2 separate regions of the Mus musculus genome follow, and region 2 is linked to region 1. A link is a contact called in public Hi-C data. All regions are on one chromosome and are shown on one strand. Each heading gives the region's core, a stretch centred on a gene start, on an enhancer-like site or on the middle of the called end of the contact. The rest is flanking DNA. Distances are from core to core; before and after follow the strand shown.

Region 1 (7,209 bases), core at 1,951-4,450:
TTTGTTGCAATGAATGAGTGAACAAACGAACAAATGAATGAGTAAAAGAAAAGCATCAGTCTGCCTTCTTCCCTCTTGTTTTTTTACTGAATGCCGGATGTTCTATCTTAAATTTGGAGGGAGAGAGAAAGAGGGGCAGAGAGATGGAGACAGAGAGACAGAGACAGAGACAGATAGACAGAGAGAGGAATAAAGGATCAAGAGATTTGTTGCCTATTATGGGAAATTTAGAAGAATAACATTCATATAATTCATAGTCCCCCCCCCAAATCTTTCTCATATTTATTTCTTAATAAGTTTCTGATTTAACGGCAGTCCAGGCCTGGATCACATACTCAGACTCTTATTATTATTATTTATGTTTTAAGATAATAATTAGTGGGCCGGTGGTTAAGGGCACTGGCTGTTCTTGCTGATGAACAGTATTCTGTTCCCAGAACCCACGTGGTAGCTCACAACCTGCTGCCACTTCAGTTCCAGAGGGATCTGATGCCCTCTTCTGTTTTCTGTGAGTATTGCATGCACGCACTGCACAAACACACACGCAGGCAAAACAACATACGTGCAAAAAGTGAAAACAAATAATTAAAAAAAATAATATAATTAAATGTTTATAAAAAAGAAATGGATGTAACTTCTGGGAATCTTTAAAATTTCTCATAGTAAAATGTTGGTAGAAAAAGTGAGGGACTTGAATTCTCTGTCAGCATTTTTAGCGAACTCTTTAGAAACTAAACACTAATAAGTTCACAGTCCTTTTCATAAAATAAGGGCTCTGTTTGTTTTCCGTTCAACTATTGAATCCAGTTTCTCTGCCCAAGTCATCTGCCCTTCACTGCTTCTGTGGCTTCTGTGGCTTACAGGAGACCTGGCCATTCTTTTTCTCTCTTCTCTGCCTCAGGTTACTCTCTGAAAACATTCAAAGCATGAAATGAAACATGAATTCAGGCCAGAGAGGAAGCTCACCAGGTAAACACTTGCTGTGAGTGTTTGGATCCCCAGACCATATAGAAAGCCATGTGCTGTGTGTTCAGTTCTGTTTTAACAGGAGGTGAGAGGCAGAGACAGGAGAATCCTTAGATTCGGGCCCACTAGCCTGGTGCACACAGCTAACAAATAAGAGATCCTGCCTCAAACAAAATGGAAGCAAGAACCCAACCTGAGGCATCTGTCTGCATGTGCCTGTACACACACATACACACACACTCTCATATATATACACACACATTCACACACAAACACATACATACATGTGCGCGCACACACATAGACATATGGAAACACACACTCTCACACATACACACATACTCACAAATACTCACACACATACACACATGTACATGCATGCACACACACACACTACATACACTCTCTATCACACACAAACATGCATGCACGCACAAGGGTATTTTTTTAACGGTGAATCTGAGGAGAGAGGGCACTTCTTAGGGGCCTCTATTTCTTCCAATAAAACTTTCAAATGCCCTTATGGACAAATAGCAAGAAAATGTAATAGAGGAGCCCTCATCGTGAAACAGTGTAGTCCTTAGGCCTAGCATAGTAGCACACACCTTTAATTCCAGCACCTGGAAAGTAGAGGTACCTGGATCTCTGTGAGTTCAAGGCTACCTGATCTACAGATCAAATTCCAGGATAGCCAAGGCTGTACAAAGAAACCCGGTCCTGAGAAACCAAAACAAATCAAAACAAAATGGTGTGTCTGAGGCCGCTTCTTTTTAGTTAACTTCATTCCTTTGCTCATTCTTCCACTCTCTAGGACAGAAGTTGCTTTTAGCTATTTGCCCTCCTGGTCTCTGCTGAAGGACATTCCTGTTTTCCCAAGACTGGGCTTCTCTATTCCCAAGTTTCCATAAAGGCTTTGCCTCTGACCAGACCAACTCTAGGGAACAGAGAGAAGCTAAAGCTGGGGGCAATGATAGAGAAGCAGAAAGAATATGCCAGATACAGTGGTGGTCCTGCAGGGGAATCACACAGACAAAATGGGACCAGGGAGCCCCCTCTCTTTCTGAGAGAGTCCCAACTCAAGCCAGCCTGCCAAGGCACTTTATATCCCAGAGTCAAAGTGTCTACAGCCCCCAGACAAGTGATTCCCTCCTCATTTATCTGGATACACCCATTTGTTCCTTCTGCAGCAGTTAAAACTACAAACTTGGAAGCCTGGCTGGTGTTCCAACTCCTGGGAGAATCCAGCTATTGGTGGAGAAAAGGTGTTTCTCCCCCACCCTCTTTGGCGGCCTTGCTGCTTAATTAACACACCAACAAATATGGTGGTTTTAAACTCCCATCTGAAAACTCTTCTTTTTCAATGAAGTATTCACACTCTTAGCATCTCCCTCCACAGCTTGTTTAAGGAATACACTGGGAAAACAGGTTTATCAGAGGTACCTAGTTCTCATGCATCCAGAAAATAAACAAATGGGTAGAGTGGCTACACCGTCTTCCCTACACAGTTTAATCTCGAAATGTTAACAGGTAACAGAAAGCATTAAGGAAGTAGCACGTGATGCCCAACTTTCTAAGTGGAAGCCTCTACAACACGCTTGGAAACTGCTGCTGGTCAGATCCAAGGATGCTCAGGAGCCTGGGTCACTCCTCCAGTGCCCAGGAACAAAGCCTCCACACAGAACATAGGCGGTGTAGTAAAACTTTCTTCTCAGACTTCAGAGAGGGGGTGGGGGAACGTCAGCTCACCACCCTGCCCTCGGGGTGAGCTTGCACCTGCAGGGTAGATTTGGGGTCACGCTTGGAAATCACCCGAGTGTGGGAAATAGTTCTGAGATCTCCTTTTTGAGCACTTTGTTGCTTATTCAATAAAATAGAGAAGTCACACTGGGTTCACTCTCCCCTCCCCTTTTTCCTCCCAAATTATCAACGCCATCCCTGATGCGTGGCCACGCGCTCTTCCCTACTTTTTGGACTTCTTAAATCATTTCTGAATATCCTGCTCAGGTTTTGAATAGGAGAAGGGACTCCTGCCCTCTCCATTTCTTACTGGAGGTGTCTGTGTCCATAGGGAGGTCCTACAAAATCTGGGGTCTTCAAGGGCGCACTGTGCTCACCTTGCGGGGTCCCCGTCCGCAGAGATGCGCCGAGCCCGCGGCCGGGATTGGGACGCGCGTGCTCTTCCGGTCTCTGGTGGGCTCTCGGGTTTGGAAGGTGGCGGGAGGGACGCGGACCGCGCCCATCGCCTCGTAGACAGCCGGAGTGGCGGCTGTGCGGTGTGCGCGGTGCCCTGCGGGTCGCCTCCTCCTCTGTCTGACCGCCGTCCCTCCTCTGGCGCCACCCCGCGCCGCGACCGGACCCTGCGCTCGGCTGCAGGCCTCTCTACTCCGGAGTCCCTTTACTCCCGCATCCTCCACTCCTCCAAAGACGTCCACTCCTGTTTGAGCGGTTCTCTGGGCGACTTCCTGCTGCTGTGCTCAAAGAGCCGCTTGCAGCGCCGGTCTGAGGAGCCCTGTAGCCCGAGGATGCTCAGACCTCCGGAGCAGGTCCTGTGCCTGGTTCCTCAGTCTCAGATCCCGGTTTCTGGTTTTTTGTTTGTTTGTTTGTTTGTTTGTTTGTTTGTTTTGTTTTGCTTTGTTTTTGTTTTGTTTTGATACGGGGGGAGGTTATCCATTAGCTTTCCCTTGGCCTTTTGCATTTCTCCTTCCCTCTTCTTTTTCTTACTCCCCGCCTTTCCCTCTCATCTCTTCTTTTTCCTCATTCTTCATTTTTTATTTGGGCATTTTTTGATTCTTTACATTGAGCTTGTGTTTATTTTAGAAAGACAAGAATGTTGCTTATAATAGGAATGCGTGTGTGTGTGTCTGTGTGTCTGTGTGTGTGTGCATGTGTTTTCCCGTGACAAGGTTTCTCTGTGTAACAGCCCTGGCTGGCCTGGAATTCACTTTGGAGACCAGGCTGGCCTCGAACTCACAGAGTTCGACTGCCTCTGCCGCTGGAGGGCTGGGATTAAAGGCTTGCATTTCAAACACCACATTTTGACCACATATTTTAGGGACAGGAGGGGAGGGGGAACCGAGTAGGACTTCAGGGTTCAGATCACACATGGTAAGGAGGATTGGCTTTAAAATTTTTTAACCCCTCCCTCACTATTTCACCCAAAGGCTTCTTTTCACAGGAAAATACTTCATTGGAGAGGAAAATATGGGGAAAGAAATGAAGCAAACGTTTTATTCAGGACAATGCGTGTTTCTCACATCTTGTCCTGAATGTGAGACACTGAGCAAAATGTGAGTTTCTGTTCTGTGCAGTTAGATGCTGTCATTGGGGAGGCCCCCTTTGATTCTCCACTTTTGGGGTTACTCAGTTTAAAAGCCCAGGACAGGGATGTTGGAACAATGCCTCATGTGGTAGAGCAATCACTCTGGAAGCGTGAGGACCTGCTGGGGTTCCCCAACAAAAGCCTCTGCCTGTAATCTCAAGGCTGGAGGCAGCGAAGGGGACAGGCAGATTTCTGGGGTTTGCTGGACGGCCAGTTTACATTGGTAAGCTTTAGGTGCAGTGGGAGTGTCTGTCTCAGAATCACTGTGGAGCATAATTGAGGGAGACAACTACCATCAGTGCTCTGCACTCCACGTGTATGCACGCACAGTCACGTTTCTGGCACAGTCTTTCTCCATCACTCTCACTTCAGTGTCCAAAGCTGGATCTTGAGTCTGTCGCTCCCCATTAAGAATTTCCCCTCTGATCTCCGTTGCCTGTTCTCTTACCTCAGACTCCCCCAGAAAACAATAACCAGTTACTCTCACTGCTCTTCTATATCGGACTCCCTTTTCCAGCTTGCCCCCCCCTTCTCCCTCACCCCATTGTCCTTTTTCCATTGAGTTATCCCGCAGCCCCTCAATTACTGCGCACCAATTTTCATCTCCCACCTGGATCTACCATATTTACCTAAGAGGTGTTTCTGGAGACTCTTCTCTGCATTCCCACACTGCTGCCCTTGTTAAGTTTTAATTACCTTGGGCTGGATCATTTTAATAGTTTCCTAACAGGTTTTTTTTGCCTCCGGTCTCCCCACCATCAGCACAGACTTAAGAACGCCACTTTCATAATAAAACAAGCAAACCACCCCCCTAAGCTCACAGTGAGGCCCCTGTGCAATTCTAAGCCTGAGCTCTCACAATTGGGGCGAGCAGGCTGGCTTTCCAACCCTCGGTCCACTCAAGCTTAACTGCTGGGTTCTGAATACACACACCCTGGGTTGTCAAGCCAATTCATCTGTTTCTTTTAGTCCTCCCCACTTCCCTCATCCACATCTTTACCTGTTGACTTGCCCTTCCCCCCAACCTTCAATGTCTGAAGCAAATGCCTTGTCAGCATCATTCTTCCAGAGTTTATCATTCAGATCTGTGAGATGAGTTAATGTCTCCTTCCCAGCATTCTGTGTCTGTAACAGCGCTAGGTTGGGTTGTATGCCCCAACGGGGTGTATCTTCCTGTCACCCTAGCAACTTCCAGAGTGTACAAGACAAAGGATGCTTTTACCTCGGCATCATTCTCCCAAGGCACTGGCCACACATGCTTTTATTTTACTTTTAAAAGGTTTAAATGTATTAAATAATAAATGTATTAATGAATTAAAATTTGTTAAATTAAATTATATTTTATTACTATAAATTATATATTGAAATATATATCATATATAATTTCCTGAAACAGGACTCACGTGGCATGTATCTCAGGCCAACTTCAAACCTATGGCAGCCCTCCTGCTTCAGTCTCCCAAATATGTGATCACAATCTTTTTAAAAAACAGGTTTAAAACATCTACATAAGACTGTTCAATTGATTGTTGTTTTAAATCAAACAACTTTTATAATACTCATTTTTATTGTTACAATATTTTATAAATTTTTAAAGAATATGATAAAAAACTAAAGGTGTTACAAGTTTTTGGGGGCTCGCTGGGAGGAGTTGGGGTACAAAAGGGAAAGAAGAATGTAATGTAAGTCTATTTACTCAAAATATGTTTTTAAATGTTAACAAATTCAGATAAATTGAAATTATGTATCCTCACCTATTTTACTACAAGTGACATAATTTCATTATTCTTTTCAAAACAGATTTGTCACTTTTATTCATGTCCATGTAGATATGCGCATGTACATATGGGTACCCATGGAGATAGAGGCCAGAAGATAACATAGATCCTATGAGGTTCAAGTTCCAGGTGATTATGAACCCTGATGTGGGTGTGGGAATTGAACTCTGGGCCTCTGCAAGAGCAGCATGCTTGCAACCACTGAGCCGTCTCTCCAGCCCTTCATTATTCTTTGACTGAACAGTACTCTACCATACATACACACCACATTCTCTTTATCCATCCATTCACTGATGGTACTGAGGTTAATTCTACAATGTAGCCTTTATTGATACTGTTGCAATAAAAGTGGGTGAGCAGTTCTGGCTTCTGCATGCTGCATTTATTGTAGTTGGATAGATGCAAAAAATACTACAGCTGGATCATCAGGCAGATCTGTATTTAGGACTTCAAGGAACCTCCATACTGACTTCCTTAACAGCTGGATTCTTTCGTGTTCTCACAATAGTGTACGAGATCCCCACCCCCTTCTGGCTCCACCCCCTTTCCTCCCTCATTCATATGTGTGTTTGGTGTACATCTATGTTTACATGTGTATCCACATGTCTGCAAGTGCACTTGCACATGGGGGCCACAGGGTGATACCGGCTGTCTTCCTCAGTCTCTCTCCACCTTATTTATCCAGACAGAGTTTCTCATTGAACCCAAGCTTGCTGATTTGCCTAGTCTAACTAGTCAGCTTGCCCTGGGGTGAGGAATCCCCAAATTCTAGTCCTCACATGCAAGCTGCAAGTGTCGTTGTATCCACTCTCCCATCTTTATTATTATTATTATTATTATTAACGATAGTTGCTCTGACTGGTGTGAGATGGAATCTGTGCGCTGTTTTTTGAAAATGTCCCTTTCCTTTCTGTCTAAGGGGGCGGTGTGGGTATTGGTGTGCTTCCTTAGAAGTCTTATAGAATTCACCAGTGGATCTACCAGGTCCCGGGCTTCTCGTTGTTGAGGCTCTTCATTACTGCTCCATTCCCTTTGCTTGTTAGCGATCTGTATAGTGTGTTATGTACTATTGGTTGTGTTTTAGTATTTTCAACATTTTCCAGTTAATGGAAGATATGATTTCAAACTCTTCTCTAGTGATCCTCT
Region 2 (7,209 bases), core at 1,851-4,350, 58 kb before region 1:
TGATTATTGAAAAAAAACAGACATTTTTCTAGTGTTCACAAGGCAAGCACTGGTGCAAACCCACTGTTCACATTAAATATGCTATGGACCCAGATGTGTATTTTTTGGTATTTTTCTTGAGAAGTTTTACTGACAATATCGCCATAAAAACTGAATGGGAGATGATGAGCCCGCTTTGTTTGGCTGATTGAACACCTGGGCAGGCACTTTGACGCCAATCAGCTCCGATCCAGCAGGTGAATGGCTTGTCTGGGGACTGTCTTTGCCCTGTTGGGAGGCATTCAACCACCAAGTCATCTTACTTTTCTACTGAACTAAATGGTGAATTCTACAAAACTGTATAGTTTTCATTCACCCACAAACACTAATTAGTTTTCACAAAGCCAGGAGATTTAAATAATTATAGTGATAAGACTTGTGTTCCAAGTATGAAGAGTTAAAAGTCTAGACTGGGTGACTTTTTTTTTTTTTTTAAATAAAGATTATGTAACAATCTCTCCTTTTAAAAGGATTATGTAATGATCTCACTTTTATCTTCCTCTTCATTATTGCCTGGAAATGGGAGGCAAGGGCTTTTCTCAATTTACTTTTTCAATTTGTTTGAGTCCAGTAAAGACTCAGTTCATGTAAATAAACATCCTCAGAACTTGTTTAATCCTGCATGGTCACTCCAGGACTCCGACGCCTGTGACAGCCTCCAACTCTCACGTGGGCCTCTGAGCTAAGGGGACTTGGAGTTACTGAATTTGGAAGCATGGTTCAAGGTTGGGGAGCAGGGGAGGGTACATCCTGATATCCTACAGCTACACTAGAAGGAAACTTCCCTTATAGCGTCATGGGGCATGCCTTGTAAGATCCCTGTTGAGTTGATGTGAATGCTAGCTAGCATGGAGTAGTTTTGTTCTGTTTCATTTAACCTGTGTGGGTGTTTGGTCTGCATGCATGTCTGTGCACCAGTTGCCTGCCTGATGCCCTCAGAAGGCAGAAGCAGATGTTAGATTCCCTGGAGCAGGAGTGACAGATGGCTGTGAACCATGTGCTCACTAGGAATTGAACTTGGAGCTTCTGGAATGGCCGGGAGTAGTCCGTGGTCTTGATCACTGAGCTATCTCTCCAGCCCTGCCACTGAGCTTTGATACACCTAAAAACAAATACAGGGTCATTCACAGCTCTGCTGTGCAACAATAAAGATTCCGACGTGGAGAACTTGTTGAATTTCTCCTTCAGTCCGCCGCTTTTGATCTTTGTTATAATGGGATTATAAACCTATGTCGTGCAAAAGTCCAACTTTATCACATTGCATGGTCATGGTGCCACAGGTCTGATCCGTTTGCTGTTTTGCCCGTTTCTAATGTTCGAGTTAAATGATCCGAATTCTGCACACCTCAAACTAATACTAGTGCGACCATTTGTGCTTCAACTGTGCACTGCCCTGCGTCTTTATCCCACTCAAGCCTCCTTCGAGGACCACCCAGAGAGATCAATGACCTTTCAACATCCCAAGCTTAAAATCCTTTAGTCACAATGATTTCATCCTACTTCGCCTCAGGGTCTCTGAATCCTGTGTCTTGTCGTTTGGAATAGATCCACTTCCAGGAACCTTAAACATATATATGTTCTTTTCTCTCCAACTTGAGGTAGGGACTCACTGTGTATCCCTGACTATTCTTGAACTTGCTATGCGTTCCAGGCTGGAATTGAACTCACAGAGATTCACATACCTCTGCTTGACCAGAGCTGGAATTAAAGGTGTGTACCACCACATCTGATCTTTTTAATTTTAAACCACAGTCCATTAAAACTTTAACTCCTTGTCTTCTCCTGAAAGCTGTTTCTCCACCCTCCATCTCCGTTTGCTTGGACCCAAAACCTTGGCGTCATTGTTGACTCTTCCTTCCTTCCCACATCCAATCTGTTGTGAAACCTCATTGGTTCTATTCTTGAAATACAACCAGAACTCAGCTGCTTCTTCTCTACCTCTGCTGCCACCAACTGATCAAAGTCTTCCTTGCAATAGCCTCTCAGCTGCTCTCCCAGCATCTGTCCTGGAACTTCCTTCTCTAAGGCGACTATAAGCCCCTGCCGGTGATCACCAAAGTGCTAGAGATCAGAGGGTGTCATGAACTGGCTTAATGTCCATGCGTTAGACAAGGAGGTCTGCTGGGTAACAGAAGTGGCTTCTGGGTGTCTTTCTGGACTTCTCTGGAATGGCTGAGGCTTCCCTGATGTTACTGCACACAGAAAGACCAGTTATTTTGGGGTCTCTATGTGCAATGCGTTTCTGCAGGCTATGGGTGTTGACCAAGCTGAGTCCTCACTGAGGAGTCTCGTGTGGGTGAGGCTCTCCTGGGCTTTCCTCTCAGCATAGCGATGAAGGAAGCCTGAAAATAAACGAGAGATCCTAACAGGGTATTTGTGAAGCTCTGTGCGCTCTCAGCCTCTGTTTCTAGGAAACCGAAGGGTCTGTGGGAGTATTCATTCACATATGCATGTGCACACGTATGTTCACTTGTCTCCAATGAGATCAGGCTACTCCAAAAGCTCTTTTCCATTGGCGGAATCCTTCCAGGGGAATTCTCCTAGGAAATGCTTTTGTCTAACACACCTCCCAGGTCATGAGGCTCAGCTCTGTGAGGTAGACCTCATCTTTGACCACACAGCTTCCTAACTTTCAGTGGCTGTTAGTGACAGAAGTGAACAGCACACATCACTCTCCCTGGCTTCAGAAAACCTGCTCATCCTGGACCGTCCAGCTGTTTGCAGCTGGACAGGGGAAGTAATAACTTCTTTTATATCCTTAAAGCCTCGAGTGCTGGGTGGGCCTGGCCTCTCTCAGCTCAACTGCTTTTCTGTAGTCCTCAGTGCTTGCACAGATTTATTTTAATCTGGAGAGGGGAAAATTTCCACCCACCAGCCTGTCATTTTGGACCTACAGTCACTGAAGCTATAAAGGACCCGGAAGGACAGGGCTACAGAATAAACCAAACGATTAGCAGTAGTCAAATCCGATGAGACCCAAGACGCCTTCCAGCTCCTTCCTTTTCAAATCATTTGAGCCACTGCGTCTTTCCCCTGCTGCAGGCTTATCAGCAAGCCAGTCACGTGCATTTCTGCCTCACTTCCTTAGCCAGTAAGAACAGACTGACCTGGATTCCAGAGATGTGGTGGATTTTATAGCCCAATCAACCGATCATCCAAATATAAGCTTTAGTTATTAAGCACAAAAGAAAACTTGCCAAACGTCCTGGCCCCAGATTCTCCTTTAGCCGATGGTCTCAGTGTCCTGTGCTTTCCTGGCAGCTCCTCTCATTCATGGCCATTTTTGTGTCAAACATTAATTCCTGAATAGGAACCTATCAAAGCATTAAGAAGTGGGAATGGCAAAGCAGATGGGACAGAACCTCTGCCCTCAGCTCGTGAGGCTACCTCTTCCCCGGGTTTCAACATTTTCACTACAAAGATTCCTTTCTTATTCCTCTTGTAAAATAGAATAAAAATGTAATTCAACACTAACAGTTCTTTTCTCTCTATCCAGGGCAATTTAACACACACACACACACACACACACACACAGTCTCACACACACACACAGTCACACACACACACACACACACACACACACACACACACGAATGGACTCACATACACGTGTATGCAGGCACACTTGTACACCGTGCACGCGCACACAGACACAGACAGACAGACAGACACACACACACATGCACACAGGCATACTTACACACCATGCACGCACGCACACACACACACACACACACACGAGAATATATAGATTTAAATTTTTAAAAATTACATTTCTTTGTGTGTGCGTTGGCATCTGTGTACCATGTCACACATGGAGGGTTCAGAGAACAACTCACAGGAGCTGACTCTGCCCTCCTGTCACGTGAGATCTCAGAGCATCCAGCTTAGTGACAAGTGTCGTTACCTGCTGAGCTATCTCCATGGCCCATATTTCATATTTCAGAATTCATAGCTCTCCTGGGCTACAAACATAAGAGAATACCAATTCAAAACTGCATCCTTGTAAGCATTTTAAAAGCTGAAATACGGAAATTTAGACTTCCATTTCAGAGCAAACGCCTGTTACCTCATTGTGTGGGCTCAGGTGTAGGACAGTAGTGAAAGGGACAGGGAAGACCCCTAGTGAGCAGAAAGGGGAAGCAGAAAGAGCTCTTATTGAGGAAGCCTGCTTCATCTAGGAGTATTATGGTTGCATTTGATAGTGATTTTGAAACCAAACAAAACAACAACAACAAAAAAACCCCAAATTCCCAAATGTGTATTTCCACATCTCACACAATTGAAAAATATTTCAAATGTGCTTTTAAACAGCAAGAGGGGGCAATAGATACATAGGGGGAAAAATTCCCCTTTTCCTCAACTCTTCTACCCGAGGGCTCCAGTTCCAGACAAGTAGCAAATTGTTCACATAGAGATTTCCACTTCCGTTCTCCCTCCCACTGCAACTGTAGGAAAGGCCAGGGGTGACTTCTAGCAAGACTCTTGTAGCACTTCCAAAAAAAAAAAAAAAAAAAACGTCAGAGCAGCCGCCCTGGTTCTAAGTAGGGCAAAAAGCATAGGCAAACACCATTGGCCGACAGAAGTATCCAATCACAAGGCGCCAGCTCCCTGGTGACTTGCAAATCCATCTTTGCTCTCTTGTTTCTCCCTGTACAGTTTTCAGGTTTATTACAGCAGGAGAATGGCCGAGGTGTGTCTGGGAATCTTTGAGGAATGCTGAATTCACGAATACTTGCAAGAATGGTTCTCTATCAGGCCAGAATCTGGGAATTTATGACCCCAGGGCTGAGTCTGGCCTAGCCTTGTACCAATGAGCACCTTGGATTTGGCTCTTTTAGTAGTACCTTATTATGTTATTGAATGCCTGTCAAATGAATTAATCATTAGATTTAGATGGGTGTTAGGGATCCAGGTCTTGGAAAAGTGGGAAAGAAGAGAACCACAAAGGAAACCTGCTTGCTCCCCTCTGCTCTGTCCCCACCAGGGCCCTGAGCCTCTCACCTGGCCCTGACTCCCATTTTAACGTGAAAAGACCTGCCTGTGGGTTTCCACCAGGTGGGGATAATGCTGGCACAGCTGACCCACAGATTCTGACTCTTGTTTCTTTCCCGAATGGGTCCCAGCTTCCCAGGACCCTGCTCAAACCTCCCTGATTAATGAACCCTTTCCAGAGGCCTTTTCTGACCCGGGTTTGCTAACGTGCTGTAACAGTGTTAGTAGGTCACCACTTTTCAGCTGTCTCCTCAAAGGCCCCCGCTTGTCTGGCAGTGTCAGCAAGAGTGATACAGAGGGCCTGCCTGAGGTACACTCAGCCTGTGGTGCCCTTTACAGGGAGTCCCCTGGCTTCAGAACCCGTTGCTGGCTCGGATCTAGAACCTTGGCTGGTTTCCCATTATACCTCCTGATTTTACTCACTGGCTTGAATCCAGTTTGAATTCATGTTGCAGCTGGCTTTTGGTTCTTGGTTTCTGCTATTGTCTAGTGTCCTTAAGCCTTGGCCCCAGTGATGGCTTGGTGGTGTTGGCTCTGCATCTTGACAGACAGGGATTATACCTTCTATCCTATAAGCTGATGGAAAAGGAACAGCTAATTGTGTGTGGGAGTGCATGAGTGTGTATATGAGTGTATATGTGTGTGCGCGCGCACACGTGCACACGTGCACGCTTGTGTGCGCTTGTGTACATGAGTGTACTGCTTGTGGCAGCCAGAAGAGGGTGTTGGATCTTCTGGAGCTGGAGCTACAAGTGGCTGTGAATGTCTTGAGGTAGGTATTAGAGACTAAACTTTGGGTCCTCTGGAAGAGCAACAAACTCTGCTAACCATTGAGCCATCTCTCTAAGCCGCTAGAACTAGATTTTTAAAAAGGTAGAAATTAAGAAGTGAGAATGTTCAGGAAGGAAAATTATGGTAGTTTGAATATGCTTGGCCCACGAGGAGTGGCACTATTAGGAGGTGTGGCCTTGTTGGAGGAGGCCTAGCCTTGTTAGGGGAAGTGTGTCACTGTGGCGGTCAGCTTTGATGCACCTAAGCTTAAGCTCTGCCCAGTGCGGAAAAGACAGTCTTCTTCTGGCTACCTTTGGATGAAGTTGTAGACCTCTTGGCTCCTCCAGCACCATGTCTACCTGCATGCTGCCATGCTTCCCACCATGATGGAAATGGACTGAACTTCTAAAACTGTAAGCCAGCCCCAACTAAATGTTGTCCTTTATAAGAGTTGCCTTGGACATGGTGTCTGTTCACAGCAATGGAAACCTTATCTAAGACCAGAATGAAGCCAGGCACAGTGCTAACAAGCACCTTGATTTAGTGACTCTGGCTTAGGAAGGAATCAGACTTAATGACCTTTCCATGGAGTCAGAGGAATGGGCTGAAGAAGAATGACTGCGGAGAAGAAGATGGAGGTGCTAAGGAGGATGCTCTTTTAGGAGGCTAGGTGATGATAAGGGATGGGTGGGGACAAAAGCTTCAGAGAGAGGGACAACCAAGAGAAACTCTTCTGGGAGTTCTCCGGTCAACCTGTGTTTATTTTGATGGCCTACACAGGAATATCTAAAACCCAGAAAGATCCTTGATAACTGCTACCAGGTCTCTTCGGGAGGCTGCTTAGGTGTGGTAGTAGCTCCGATGTCCTTCTCAAACAGGGGAAAGGTGTGAAATTAGCTCGTTTGTAAGCTGAGTGTTTCCTGTGCCCACCAAAGCACCAGAAGATGCCACTGTCATTCCAGCTTCCTCCCTCGAATGGATTCTAAAATAATCCCCCTACCTGCTCTTACTTCTCTCTGCAGTACGTTTAAATATCTACCACATGCCCCTGATGCCCAGTTCCTTAACTGCCAGGCTCTGTGAGCCTGGCAGGCTCTCCTCACCTTTTGTATCCCTTGAGAAATGCCATTTTCTTCCATCAGGAACCACTGTGACTGTCACGTTTTCATATGCTGGCATTTCTGAAAGTCTTTCCCTTGCTCACTTTCTATGCTTTTGATAAAGTCCTTAAAAATAGTCTTTCCTTGTCCTGTGAATTTCAAAATCACCTTTTGATTTTTTTTTTTCCTAGCAAACACTTTTATTTTTCTTTAGCAGACATTAAGTATTGCAATAAGTGTTCCGGATTTATGGATTTAACTGTGTTGTGCCAGTCACACTTGCTTTAATCTTTAAGTTCACATG

What was found. Hi-C and Micro-C count contacts between places; a contact is called where the count stands out from the background.
Region 2: a Hi-C map of cerebral cortex shows a contact between it and region 1, with 4 times the contacts expected there. The contact joins the enhancer-like site here to the promoter of Gpr156 in region 1. A contact is called at or near these places in 1 of 39 promoter capture datasets (embryonic stem cells), 8 of 484 Hi-C or Micro-C datasets (cerebral cortex, cortical neurons, embryonic stem cells and 1 more), 2 of 115 datasets of contacts at active chromatin or transcription factors (embryonic stem cells and neural tube) and 3 of 9 other capture datasets (adipose tissue, embryonic stem cells and pancreatic islet).

The regions. Positions count from the first base shown.
Region 1 is chr16:37,912,487-37,919,695 of GRCm38.p6, reverse strand. It overlaps Gpr156 (G protein-coupled receptor 156), which reads right to left and starts at 3,200. Exons shown (of 10, transcript NM_153394.2): 1 at 3,081-3,200.
Region 2 is chr16:37,969,917-37,977,125 of GRCm38.p6, reverse strand. The region is part of intron 3 of Gpr156 (G protein-coupled receptor 156); the gene reads right to left. Gm36225 (a long non-coding RNA gene) reads left to right here. Exons shown (of 5, transcript XR_876064.2): 5 at 1-137. Among named protein-coding and RNA genes, the nearest start is that of Gm36225, 15 kb to the left of the region's middle. Within about 2 kb of position 3,100, at least 55 of the 459 cell types and tissues checked have an H3K27ac peak or open chromatin away from gene starts, as enhancers often do. A contact at or near this core is called in cerebral cortex and cortical neurons, where this site is marked.